Linked DNA regions of Mus musculus: region 1 is linked to region 2. The links are chromatin contacts, called in public Micro-C maps. All regions are on one chromosome and are shown on one strand. The core of a region is the stretch at or near the end of the contact, and the rest is flanking DNA. Distances in the headings are between cores, read along the strand shown. Region 1 holds the start of Strn (striatin, calmodulin binding protein). Region 2 holds the start of Crim1 (cysteine rich transmembrane BMP regulator 1 (chordin like)).

What was found. A called contact is a pair of places that touch in the nucleus more often than the background predicts.
Region 1: a Micro-C map of embryonic stem cells shows a contact between it and region 2, with 2.4 times the contacts expected there. The contact joins the promoter of Strn here to the promoter of Crim1 in region 2. A contact is called at or near these places in 3 of 39 promoter capture datasets (the SN4741 cell line, cranial neural crest and maxillary cranial neural crest), 6 of 484 Hi-C or Micro-C datasets (LSK cells, embryonic stem cells, granulocyte-monocyte progenitors and 1 more), 2 of 115 datasets of contacts at active chromatin or transcription factors (astrocytes and pancreatic cancer cells) and 1 of 9 other capture datasets (adipose tissue).

What each region holds. Positions count from the first base shown.
Region 1 is chr17:78,733,352-78,739,507 of GRCm38.p6, forward strand. Strn (striatin, calmodulin binding protein) reads right to left here and starts at 3,210. Exons shown (of 18, transcript NM_011500.3): 1 at 2,903-3,210. The coding sequence starts at 3,136.
Region 2 is chr17:78,197,751-78,204,072 of GRCm38.p6, forward strand. Crim1 (cysteine rich transmembrane BMP regulator 1 (chordin like)) reads left to right here and starts at 2,498. Exons shown (of 17, transcript NM_015800.3): 1 at 2,498-3,349. The coding sequence starts at 3,019. It overlaps Gm32282 (predicted gene, 32282), which reads right to left and starts at 2,275. Exons shown (of 2, transcript NR_168063.1): 1 at 1,844-2,275; 2 at 1,500-1,601.

The DNA.
Region 1 (6,156 bases), core at 1,960-4,459, 540 kb after region 2:
CATACATGAAAAAAAAAAAAAAAAAGAAAACCTCTCAAATATTATTAGTATTCTTTCAATTCCTTTCTCAAACACAAAACTCAGCAATACCTTGATATTCCCTATTCTCTATTCCCTCCTGAATCACCAATTCTCACGGTTGGTGGGGGGGATGGTCTATTAACTAACAAGAGAAAGGAGGAAAAAAGATTTTTTTTTAAATGCTTTTATATGCTGTGACTCCCTTCTCACTCCCATTATCTAAAGGAGGGAGGAAGTGACACAGGCTGCCCAGACAGATGAGAACTTGGGTTGCCTTTCACAACTCAGCCCTGACAACTTGAAAGAGCGGGATTGACAGGTTCCTGTAGGGACAAATGAGACTGAACCTTAAAGGCACTTCTGTTGACTTTGGTGTTAACGGCTTCAGAAGAGATTTAAAAATTAAAAGGACAGAGGCATGTGTCATCACAACTCATTTATCTCTTTTACTTTACATTGTCCCCCAACCCCAGGAAAAGCCTAATGGCACAGAAAGGGAGAATCAAATTTAATGTTGATTTAAAGTACAAGGTTTTTAAATTTTTTCATTCTGTTAATGATACAGAGACCATACATATAAACCCTGCAATAATAATAGTATTTATTATATTTACAAAATAGTCTATGATTTTTTTTCTAACTTTCTCTGGAACATAAATCAAAAGATTTTAAAATTAAGTAGTGTCCTTATCGTAAAGAAAAATATGAAACTTACCTGAAGTTAATTTGGATGTGTGTATAAAAATTAAAGACTAGTTAAATGTACACATAAATTGTAAACTCTAAGCCTCAGAGAATAGAATGAATGAACATAGGCTAGTCTGTAGATCCTCATACATCTACACATAGGAAGGCAAACTTTTTTTTTTTTTTTTTTTTGGTTTTTTTGAGACAGGGTTTCTCTGTGTAGCCCTGGCTGTCCTGGAACTCACTTTGTAGACCAGGCTGGCCTCGAACTCAGAAATTCGCCTGCCTCTGCCTCCCAAGTGCTGGGATTAAAGGCATGCGCCACCATGCGCGGCTCAGGCAAACATTATTTTATTGCTTGTTTTTAACCAGATTAGAGTCATTTGTTTTATAGTCCCTAAACTATAAAATATGCTAAAATTTAAACAGAAACAAACAAAAATCACTTGCAGCAACCATGCATGGAGTTAGCTCTCATGCAGTAGTCCCTTGGACCTGAACTCCATAAGCACATTTACAGAATGCGTTGCCAGTAACGACAGGTAAATGTCTGACCATTTCTGCGTACTCTCAAGTCACTGGGTTGAGTACAAGATCAGTCACCACAGGAAGACTTACAAATATCAAATAGACTCATACCTAACAGTAGGGATGAGAAAGTCAGCAAAGAATACAAGCCATGTAACTGCAGAAACGTAAGAAACCATACAGGCCACTACCTGACTTCATTCAATTGCCCTACCCACCGCCCCGAAGTTGGTTACACTCCTGTATTCCTAAGTTTCATCGGAGATAGACATAACCGTGGGCTAGTTCACACAGCTCTATCCACTGACTGTCCGCCTTCTCATTAAAACAGAAACTCCATGAGGGGGGCAGGTTTCGTTAATCGGAGTCTGGATACACAAGGCAGGCATTCACTGAGCCCTGAACCTGTGCTGAATAAGTAAGGGTTGAAACTGAAGCCCAGAGAGGTCACAGAATCCCCTCAAGGTCACAGAGCCGGACTCAAGCCCAGCCTTTATCAGAGACTTATTTACCATAACCTTGCCTGTTTGCTCCTTCTGTGGCCACATCAATCTCTCAAAGCAGTACGCTTCTACAAGCGAGTCTCTTCAGTGTTTCTTTCTCTTCATATTTTGTGCCAAAAAAAAAAAAAACCACCAAAAACCAAAAAAGAAACACACTTCGAGTGCTTCGCAAACAAACTAAAACTGTACTCAAATTTCATAAGCATACAGATTTAGCCCATAAAACAGAGAGGCACAATTCACAGCTCTTTGAGTTCCTCTGGAAATTAGTGTATGTGTTGGAAGTTTTATAAACAGTCACAGTAAACCTACTTACCAACTCAGAGTGACCAGTGAGTTACCAACCTTTCATGCTTCTCTGGCGCACAAGAGCTCCTCTCAGATAAGCATGCTTTATCTGGCAGGTTATGCAAGGGGGCAACGTAGCCCTGAAGCCCCTTTAGTTCCTTTTAAGCTCTGGACATACAAATCAACTCTTGGGAAGTTTGAGATTCTGTGAAAAGATGTCCCACCTCTGCCCATTTTCTGACTCCCATCAATCAAATCCTTCACTGAAACCTATGAGTCTAACCCAAACGCGAATGCGGGATGGGGTCAAAGGGCAGACAGGGAAACATTTTCAGACATAAAACTGGAGCTGACACTGCTAGTAACATCAGTTTCTCGAGGAAAGCCAAGGCCTCACTGATACAACTTGTGTTGCTTTCTCTGGTCACCTTCCTTGCAGAGTGAGCGATAGACAACTGCCAAACCCTTCTGCGAGGAACGTCTCTAGACCTAGGGTGCGTCAGGTTGAGCCAGGATGATCTGCTCGGAGTCTCTCAAAACTACTGTCAACCCAATCAGTAAACCGAAAGGGACAGACAACCCCAAAATGTGGCATGGCAAACCAGTAGGAATAAGCACCGGAGTTGAGAGTGGGGAAAACAGCCGCCGGGAGGGTAAATGGATCAGAAGGAGTGGGAAAACAGGCTCAAGGAAGTGGGATCAGCAAAAAAAAGTCAAAGGTGACTGGAGGAAGGGGGATGAGATTCTGGAAGTGATGGGCGCAAGGCAAGGGGGAGGGGGCGCGAGCGGGCTGGGGGAGGGGGCGAAGGGTCTGGGGCGGGGCTGAAGAGAGAGAAGAGGCGGGATGAGGACCGCCAGGCCGGGAGGGTCTTTACCTGCAGCTCCGCCCGCTCCACCTCCCACTGGGCTCTCTCCACCTCGAAGCGGGCCCATTCGTGCTGCAGGAAGTGCAAGATCCCCGGGAGGCTGTACTGAGCTCGGGCCGCCCCCGCCGCAGCCGCTCCGTCTCCGGCCGCTGCAGCCTCCGCCAGAGGCCCGAGCCCCTTAGCACCGCCAGCTCCCGGGTGGTTGTTGCTGAAGAAGACGCCGGGCCCCGCCTGCTCGTCCATGGCGGCCGCACGAACCCCGGGGAGCTCTCTGCCTAGGCGCCCAGCAGCGGCGGCAAACTGCGGCGGCCAGCTCTGCCTCCTCCCTCCGCCGCTCCCCGCCCACACCCCAGTCAGCAGGGAGCAGCCGCCCGGGCGCGGGGGCCGGGCGAGCCCGTGACGGGCCGGGAAGTGGGTCAACTGCGGCCCGCGGGGCTTGCCGGGAAATGTAGTCCCGGGGCGTGGCGAACCCCGCTTGCCTGTAGGCCTGCGCCTCTCGGAGGCCGGACCGAAGCCACGCCCTTTCCTCGCCACGCCCTCCCCTGACGGCTCCGCGGGTTTCCTCTTCGGCAGTGCGGCCAGCCGATGCCCCTCGGGTCGCGCCGCCGCAGGCTCCCTTCATGCGGAAGTTCGCGAGCGGCGCTCCCTGTTGCATATTCGCACGCGGAAGTTATCACGCCAAGTACCAGCCCTAGCTCCACTTAGTTTAGGGCTTCCTGGTCGTTTTGTTAAGAAATAGGCGCTGGGCAAGCCATCCGGTCGTCTGCCCCCTCGTCGCCCTTTTCGGGGTTCATCAAAGCCTCGACACCCCTGGACCACGGCTTGCCATCGAGCCTACCATTCATCCCCAGAGGGGCTCAGTGCTTGTTAACAGACCAGTTTTCCCTTAGGAGGAGGAACTCTGGTCTTCTCTCTTTCTGCTAAGGTTCGACATTTGCCATGAGGGCTTTTTCTAATTTCCAGTTTAACACTTGGTCTGAAATATTAGTATTAAAAGTCCCTTTCTCTGTGCTAATCCTGCTTGTAAATTCTGCCAAAGTTTTAGATCTCCAGTAATAAAGAAGTGCTGCCTGTCCAATCTCATTTTTCCCCCCATCTTTGCGGCAGTTTTCACTCAATTCGCTTGAACAAGTATTTTATTGTCAGTAATATTCCGTGCCAGGAATATAAAGATAGATGTCACAGTTCTTGTCATCAAAAGGAGGTTGACATACATATAGAGTCACAGAGCCCTAAGGGCTACAATCAGAAGGAACAAAGTCCCTTTTTGCTCTATTGCACTCCTGAACCCGGGAACCTCCCCTTCCCACTTGTCGCTTTCCTAATTTCTTGGGCAATTGATCTTTACACCAAAGGCACACTAAAATCCTTTCCTTCTAAGTGGTTTGCCAGTGTTTTCCCTCTCTGAGTACCCTGATAACTATTATCATTATAAATTTACACTACACCAACTGGAGAAAGGAATGTGCCTGAAGAACATTTAAGAAATGAAAACGAAATTAAGTAATTATTTATCTGTCACTCCAACAAAAAAAAATTGTAATTTTGTTTTGATCTGGTGGACATGAAAAAAGAAAAAAAGAGAGTCAAGATACAAGCTGATGAGTGACTTGCAAGGGAAGGGCATCCTGTCCCTGTCCTCTCTGTTCCCTGGTCTTCCCATGGCAACTTGTGAAAAGGACAGGAAACACATTGTCTCTGCTCGGGTTGCAAAGAGCGATGGCAAAGCCCTCTGCTCAGTTACTGAATGTTTCTGCTTTGTGAATTCATTCTTTATTATCATAAAAAGTTGATCCAGGCCTGGCCAAATTCCTTGTGTCATAAATTAGTTTGGCTCTAAATGTTCTTTGAGATCCAGCCTGATTCATTCACAGCTCAAGAAATTGAGACTGTCCTCAATGAGACCTTGAATGACAGATGACTACCAAAACTAGCACCCAGATTACCTGCCTGTTAGCCCAGTAACCTTAAAAAAATTAAGCTGGACATGGTGGCACAGCCCAGAGACAAGAGACAAGCAGAGGGAAACAGATTTCTGAGTTTGAGACCAGCCTGGTCTACAGCATGAGTTCTAGGACAGCCAGGGCTAGTTATATATTTCTCTATCTATCTGATTTAATTTTAATTAATTAAAAACATGCTGACTACTCTTATATCTATCAGAACCAAGAAAACATAAATAGAATTTTTTTCCTTTCTTTTTTTTTTCCCTATCCTTTTCTTTCTGTTTTTTGTTTCTTGGATTTTTGAGACAGGGTTTCTCTGTGTAGCCCTGGCTGTCCTGGGACTTGCTCTGTAAGACCAGGCTGGCCTCCAACTCAGAGATCTACCTGCCTCTATCTCCCAAGTGCTAGGATTAAAGAAGTGTGTGCCACCACCTGGCTAAGATTGGAACTTTTTCATCTGAGCGATTTAAGTAATTTTTATAAGCTTGGGTGTTAAACAATCTGTTTTTTTCCTCTAACAGAAGACATGTCAGACAAGACAATGGCTTTAAACTGATTCACAAAAGACTATAAAACATAATTAAATGCATAGATAATAAGGCAGGGTAGATGATTCAGTCAATAAGGTACTTGCCATCTAAGCATGGGAAACTGGGTTTGAATCCACAGCACACACATAAAAGCGAGGTGCAGGCAATGACCTGTAATTCAGTAATGGGAGATGGCAGGATATAAAGTAGAGACAGGTAAATTTATGGATATAAGTGACTAGCCAGTCTGGCCAAACAGATGAACTCTAGGTTCAGTGAGAGATTCCTGACTCTATTTAAAAACAAACAAACAAAAATAAAATAGAGCTGGGGATTAATCAAGGAATACTCATGGATTTCAGACAGACACACACACACACACATATACATGCTACACTAATGGATTTCAGACATGCACACACACATACACATGCTACACTCATGGATTTCAGACATGCACACACACATACACATGCTACACTCATGGATTTCAGACATGCACACACACATACACATGCTACACTCACATACTTCCCAAAAGTATCAACATCCTGGACTACTATGGATACATACTAGAGAATCATTTTCATTCTTATTTAAACTTTATTATCAAATAATTTCTTTGCTTTTGAGTACATCTTTACAATCAAAATAGCATTGATGGTTCATATCATGGACATAACATTCAATAAGTCAAAATATTAAGAGTTATAGTAAAATAGGATATTAAACTTACTTTAAAAGATCTGCATGTGGTAATATTTTGTTGGTAGTTTAACAAAACTCA
Region 2 (6,322 bases), core at 1,248-3,747:
CATGCTAAGCTGAACTACCCCCTTCCTTAAAGACAGCAGGATCCCTTATGGATTAGCATTGCCTCAGCTCGTGGGCACCTCACATCTTGCTGGATTCCTGAAAAGAAATGTTTTAACTGAGCTCCTAGCTCACGTACGGGTCACGTACGGGTCTCGGAGAATCGGGTAGAGCCTTGCCACTAATTACTGTACTCAAGATTCCTATTTTCTTCTATGACTTAACTCTATGGCAAACATAGAGTCTACATTCTCTTGAGCTAGTATTTTCTAAGCCTGTTAATTTTTCTTACCTTGTACTTATTTATCTAAGTTTTTCTAACTATAAAGTCTCAAGAAGGATGGGTAGAGGCCTCCATCTTGTTGCTTGTCTATTCCCAGATCTGTGGTATTTCCCAATTCTTAATGTATTGCCCTAAAAGGAAAAAGCACAAAGAATGGTGCTTTAGACAGGGTGAGGTCACTCTCTCAAGCTGTGTTGTCTTTGCACTTCTGCCTCTTCTCTCTCTCCTGACCTTGACTTTTCCCGAGTCTAACAACATTATCTGCTTATGTTTTTAATAAAGTCTTTATTCTTGCATTCGAACAGAAGTTCAGATAACCTCTGCAGGGGTTGGAAGGGATGTTTTAACAAGGTCCAGTGATGACAGTTTGTTGGCAAATCCCACTATGAAGTACTAGTGCCTCGTTGGGCAACAAGACACGAACATTTATTATGTGTTTCAATATTTGGTTTTGCTAAAAGAAAACCTAGCAAGTTGTAAATGACTTCACCCTTTACTTTTATAGGGCTTCAGGGTACGAGGACCTTTTAGAGAGGGCCATGTAAAATGTGTCACAAATGCCTGGAGAATCGTCACCTCAACAGCAGCTTATAAGCCCCAAGAAAATGGGGTGTTCTCCCCTTTCCAATATTGACGGTTCCCTAAGCCCTCCTTCCCCAACAATCAGTATAATTAACGAGACATTTCCTCTCTTCAGTATAAATGTATATAGTTTTCTAATGGGATGGAGAGGGGAATATTACACTGGTGGCTTTGGCTTTTTTGTTGTTGTTGTTGATGATGATGACTACCACAGATAAACCATAATATTCTGCAGAAATATGAATCTGTCCCACAAACAAAATTCCAAAGGCATCTTTGTGTCCTTTCTCCTTGTACTGGTGCCATTAACTTTTGGCTCATTAGTCATGATGCTCCTGATCTAACTAGCTGCCACCTATCTGCAGCAAGACCATGCACAGGCAGCCAAGCCCACTTCACACCTGCTCCAACACCAGGCGGGTTTTACATAATGATTCAAATCACTCCCCCCTCCCTCCTTGGGCTGTTTTATTTATACTCCTGTAAGGGGGCACGGAGAAAACATCGACGGGGCCACTGGTTCTCTCCTGATGAGGGATCAGAGCTATCACTGGGAGAATCTCTGAAATCATTGAGGAGAAATCCTCCACATGTGCACAGCTCCTCTCCAGTTGTTTCATGTCTCGCCACAAAGAATATATTACCACCCATCTTCTTTATTAATACATTCGTGATAAATCTTTTAGGAAAGAAAAATGGGAGGAAGAAAAGGGAAACACGCCTCTTTAGCTCGCGAGCCTGAAAAAACAAAACAAAACGGCACAGTCAGGTGGCATGTAAGGATGCCTAGGCTCTTCCAGCCTAGCGTCATGTCAAGACTTGTAATCTAGTGTTGAGCCTTACTCCAGAGAGGATTAAGCTCTGTTACTTTCCAGTCACCCCTCCCATGATACAGCACCTCCACACAGACATACAGAAGGTGGATCATTAAAATTCAAGCTGCAGCCCTCCCCAACATTGTCCCAGCTCAGAATATTTACCTAGACCATTTAAAGCATTCAACCCCACCAGCAGTTTCCCTGGAGATGTCTCCAGGTTTCCAAGACTCCATTACATAATATCTTTTACAAAGTCTATTCCCAGCTCGAGTGGAAGATGGATTCTCGTCCAGTTTGCGGAAATTCCACGCGTTCGCTTCCCTTTCCTGGGGTTCGATCCGGCCAGTGCCCAGCCTAGGCTGCAGCAACAGCTCCGGCTAGGATCCCCGCCACTCTCTGAACTCAAAACTACCACCCGGAGGTGCAGCCGTCCCGCCCCCGGTGCTCCAAAGCTAGCCCTCGTGGCCCGGTGCCGGCGGGGGCTCGCGTCGCTACGACTGTCTCAGATCCCCGGCCGCAGCGCGCTCGCGGGGCCGGGCCCCGAGCCCGGATGATCGGCAGCAGGGCCGACTCGGTGCCGGGCTGCGGAGGAAGGAGAGGGGGAGGAGGAGGAGGCGTGGAGGGAGGAAGGGCCGGGGCAGCCCCGGAGGGAGGCGAGGGGGAGGGGAGGGGGCCGGCCGGCCCGAGGGTGGGGGGGCAGCCAATGAGCAGCGCGCGGCGCGGGGAGGGCGGGGGGGGGAATGAGGTAGGATGGGGGAGGGCGCAGCCGGAGCGGCGGAGGCTCCAGCCATAAACAAGCGCCCGGAGGAGCGGCGCGGGAGAGAGCCGAGCCGGGCACAAGGAACGGACGCCACGGACCTTCTGCTGAGCCACCGCGCCCACTCGGCGGCTCGGGAGGCGGGGACCGGCCCGGAGGCTGCGCTGCCGTCGTCTTTCCCCGGCAATCAGGAGCAGCGCGGAGGACCAGAAGGAGCCACCAGCCCTTCTTCGGAGCGGTGCGCAGCCACCGCCGCCGCCAGAAGTTTGGGTTGAACCGGAGCTGCCGAGAGGAAACTTTTTTTCCTCTTTTCCCCCTCCCGCCCGGGAGGAGAAGGAGGAGGAGGGGAAGCCACCCGCCACCGCTGCCGCTGGCGCCAACGCTCGTGGGCTCCGGGTCGGCGCGGCCCGCAGGGGCGGCGGGGGCCTCGCCCCGCGAGGGGAGGAGCGCCCCGGGGGCCCCTAGTGGGGCACGAGGACCGCGGGCTGCGGGTGCGGCGGCGGCGCGTGTGCCCCGCGCAGGGGAGGGCGCCCGCCCCGCTCCCGGCCCGACTGCGAGGAGGAGGCGGCGGCGCAGGAGGATGTACTTGGTGGCGGGGGGCAGGGGGCTGGCCGGCTGCGGGCACCTCTCGGTCTCGCTGCTGGGGCTGCTGCTGCTGCTGGCGCGCTCAGGCACCCGGGCGCTGGTCTGCCTGCCCTGTGACGAGTCCAAGTGCGAGGAGCCTCGGAGCTGCCCAGGAAGCATCGTGCAGGGCGTCTGCGGCTGCTGCTACATGTGCGCCCGCCAGAGGAACGAGAGCTGCGGTGGAGCCTATGGGCTCCATGGAGCCTGCGACCGGGGGCTGCGCTGTGTCATCCGCCCCCCGCTCAATGGCGACTCCATCACCGAGTACGAAGTGGGCGTCTGCGAAGGTACGGCTGCCCTGCTGCGCGCCCCCTCCCACCTGGCGGGCGCGGAACAAAGTTTGCTTGAGACTTTTCCCAGAGGAGAGAGGGTTCCCGGGGAGGAGGGACGGTCGCTGTCCCCTGGAGGGTGCCCTAGATGCCTGCCCAGGGGCGGGCGAGGTTGGGTTGCGTGGGTGAGCTCCGAACACGCATAGACACACACAGGTGCGGTGATTAGGGCTTACACTGGGTGGCCTTTCTCGCCCCAGGCAGGGGTGCCCTGTGCGGGGGCACACTGCGGAGTCTGGCACGCACAAGTCCCTCGGGGAGTCCGCCCCTGCTGCCCTGCCCGCATAGCGCAGTGTGGCACCGAGGGCGTACGCAGTCCGCGCAGCCGGCTTCTGATAGCGGAGTAGACCTGTGCTCCAGCCTGCACTCCCTATGTGACTCTTACTATTTTTTCTTTGCGCTCTTCCTTCACCTCCTTCTTCCTCCTTCGCGTAATAAATCAGTTTCAGCTCCGGAGTATGTCAGTCCAGGCGAAGTTGCACATGGCGATTACTCATTTATTTGCCTATTGGAAACGGTCAAAGGCTTACTCTTCTGGATGGCTGAAGGGGGTGGGTGGGGGCTGCACCTGGATTAAAAAGTTATGGTTCACTACAAGAGGTTTCCTTTCAAGAGCCAACCTCTGCGTGTTTCTAGAGCTGGTGCTGTTGTCTTTTTGTTTGTTTGACAGCAGATTCTGCTCTGCTCGCTTCACCGTGGCGCATCATGCACCGCTGTGTGTAGATGTACTGAGGGCGGGGGCGTTGATAGTGGCGCCTCCCTGTTTCGGAAGCACTGTTGGACCCGGTGGGCCTCCATCAGCACATGGCTCTACTTCTGCCTCAAGGTGCCCGATTAGGTCTGAGGTCTAGAGAGAAATAGTGAGTTCTTTTATTTTGACAATGGACTGGATTGTCTGTTAAAAGTGGGGTCCTTGTCTTCCTAGAGATCAAACATTTGGGCTCCTCGATGCTGTTCCCGGTATCTTGCCAGGGATTAGGGCTCACTTGTAAGAAAAGACAACTGCTCTCTGCCTTTACTGCTGTTAACCAGCCCCTGGGACAGGACACTGGTGTATCCTGAAGTATCCTCGTGTGTGTGTGTGTGTGTGTGTGTGTGTGTGTGTGTGTGTGTGTGTGTGATGTGTGTCGAACTGAGATGCTGGAAAGGACAAAGGTGGCTGTATTAAATGGCTTCAGTACTGTGGTAACTCTTTAAACACACATGCATTTATTTTTGCGTGTGGTTTTAAGGTTTTGGACAGTTGTGGAATAATCGGGGAAGCCTTCCTGGTTTGGAAGCTAGTGGGCAGTAATGAGTGTGCAGGGGGGATGGCGGCACTGGGGGGACAGGGGGGTGGGGTGGGGGTGGGGTGAGGATATGCTCCTTTAGCATAGAGCCTGCAGGACCTAATTTTCCTGACACAGAAAAAAGGCCCTCCTGGTCTCCTTTGACAACAACGTGGGTTTTTTTCTCAGCTCAGGGAAAATGATCATCAGACAGACTGATAGACTTTCACATGCTTTGACTTAAGGCATTCTGAATAACTTAGGCTGAAAGATGCTTCTCTGTAACCTGCCATGTGGAGCGCCTAACTTGCCTCAGACTCCTATAGATTCGTAAAGAACTGGGAGGGACATGGTTAAATGCAGTAGAAACTGCGGGGCAGTGAGAAGGGCTTTGGGAGGCTCAGGAGAGGGTGACCCTTGTTTGTTTTTTCATGTGTTCCTGGTGAAGGGAATGCTTGGGGGAACATTTACAGTAATCAAGTGTTTTGGCAGCAACGCCCCATGTCACAGTACAGCATGATTTTGGCACTTTGTTAGGGAGCCTGTCATTCCTCTGAAATGATGCATCCCTCATGCCTGCCTTTCTCCTGGTAACACCAGGTGCACAAAGTGTTGGCCTTGAAAATGCTTGGAAGTGTTTCTTGACATGAGTGTATTTCAATTAGTGCTTTCTGGAAACACATTTCAGTTAGCAGGCCTGTTTTCAGCTGAATGCTATGGGCACATCCCGCTCCCCCCTCCCTCCTTCCCTCCCTTCTCCTCTCCCTCCCTCCTCCCCTCCGTCCTTCCTCCTTCCTTCCTTCCTTAATTCCTTCCTTGACTCTTTCCCTTCCTCTCTTCCTTCTTCCTTCCTTCACCAAAAGCAGCAGTAAAAATCTTAAAGCCACGAGACTAAGAAAAAAAGGACAACAATTTTTGGCATGATGTAATGCTTACATTTGGAGAGGTCTTTCTTCAGCGGTCTAAAATGTCAGATATCTTCACGTTACTGTAAAATGCATGGACCACGTAAGTTAGCTGACAACCCTTTGCAGCACTAGAGGAATCTTCAAGAGTCACCGATTTCTAGAAGGTACCCCCCCAGATTTTCTTTCTTTCTTTTTTTTTTTTCTGTAACTTTGCATAAAATTTCTCAATGGCCAGTGCTTCCCTCAGTTTCCATTTTTATTCAGAAATTCGTGTGTATTGTTATCATAACACATGAATAGGGATGGATATATTTTATTCATGTAGAAAGTCTCTTGCGCTGCATTTTTTGCGCTGAAATGACCCCTACTGGTTGTATCTGTTAATGAAAACTCTTTTGAAAGCTTATTTAGTTTGCTACCCTGAGAAAACATAGTATCATGGTATAAAATAGGACTAATCCGCCTGCTTTTGAAGATGCGACTTAAGTGCAGATTTATATTACTGTTTGCCAACTTGCAGACAGGTTTGTTATTTCCATACTGACTGTCTTGGGGCAAGGGGGTGGTGGTGTTTTAAACACAGTTCACAGAATGAGTTGGATCAGAATGGAGCCCAAATTTAGTCTTTTTGTTTCAGGTTTTTATGGCACAGTGATCCCTAAAAATAGATCAACAATCCTAACCCACAAGAAGAACCCTGAAGGAAAAAAATTAATTTCTAAACAACTGGAATTGTGAATCAAGTGGCGTGCTCA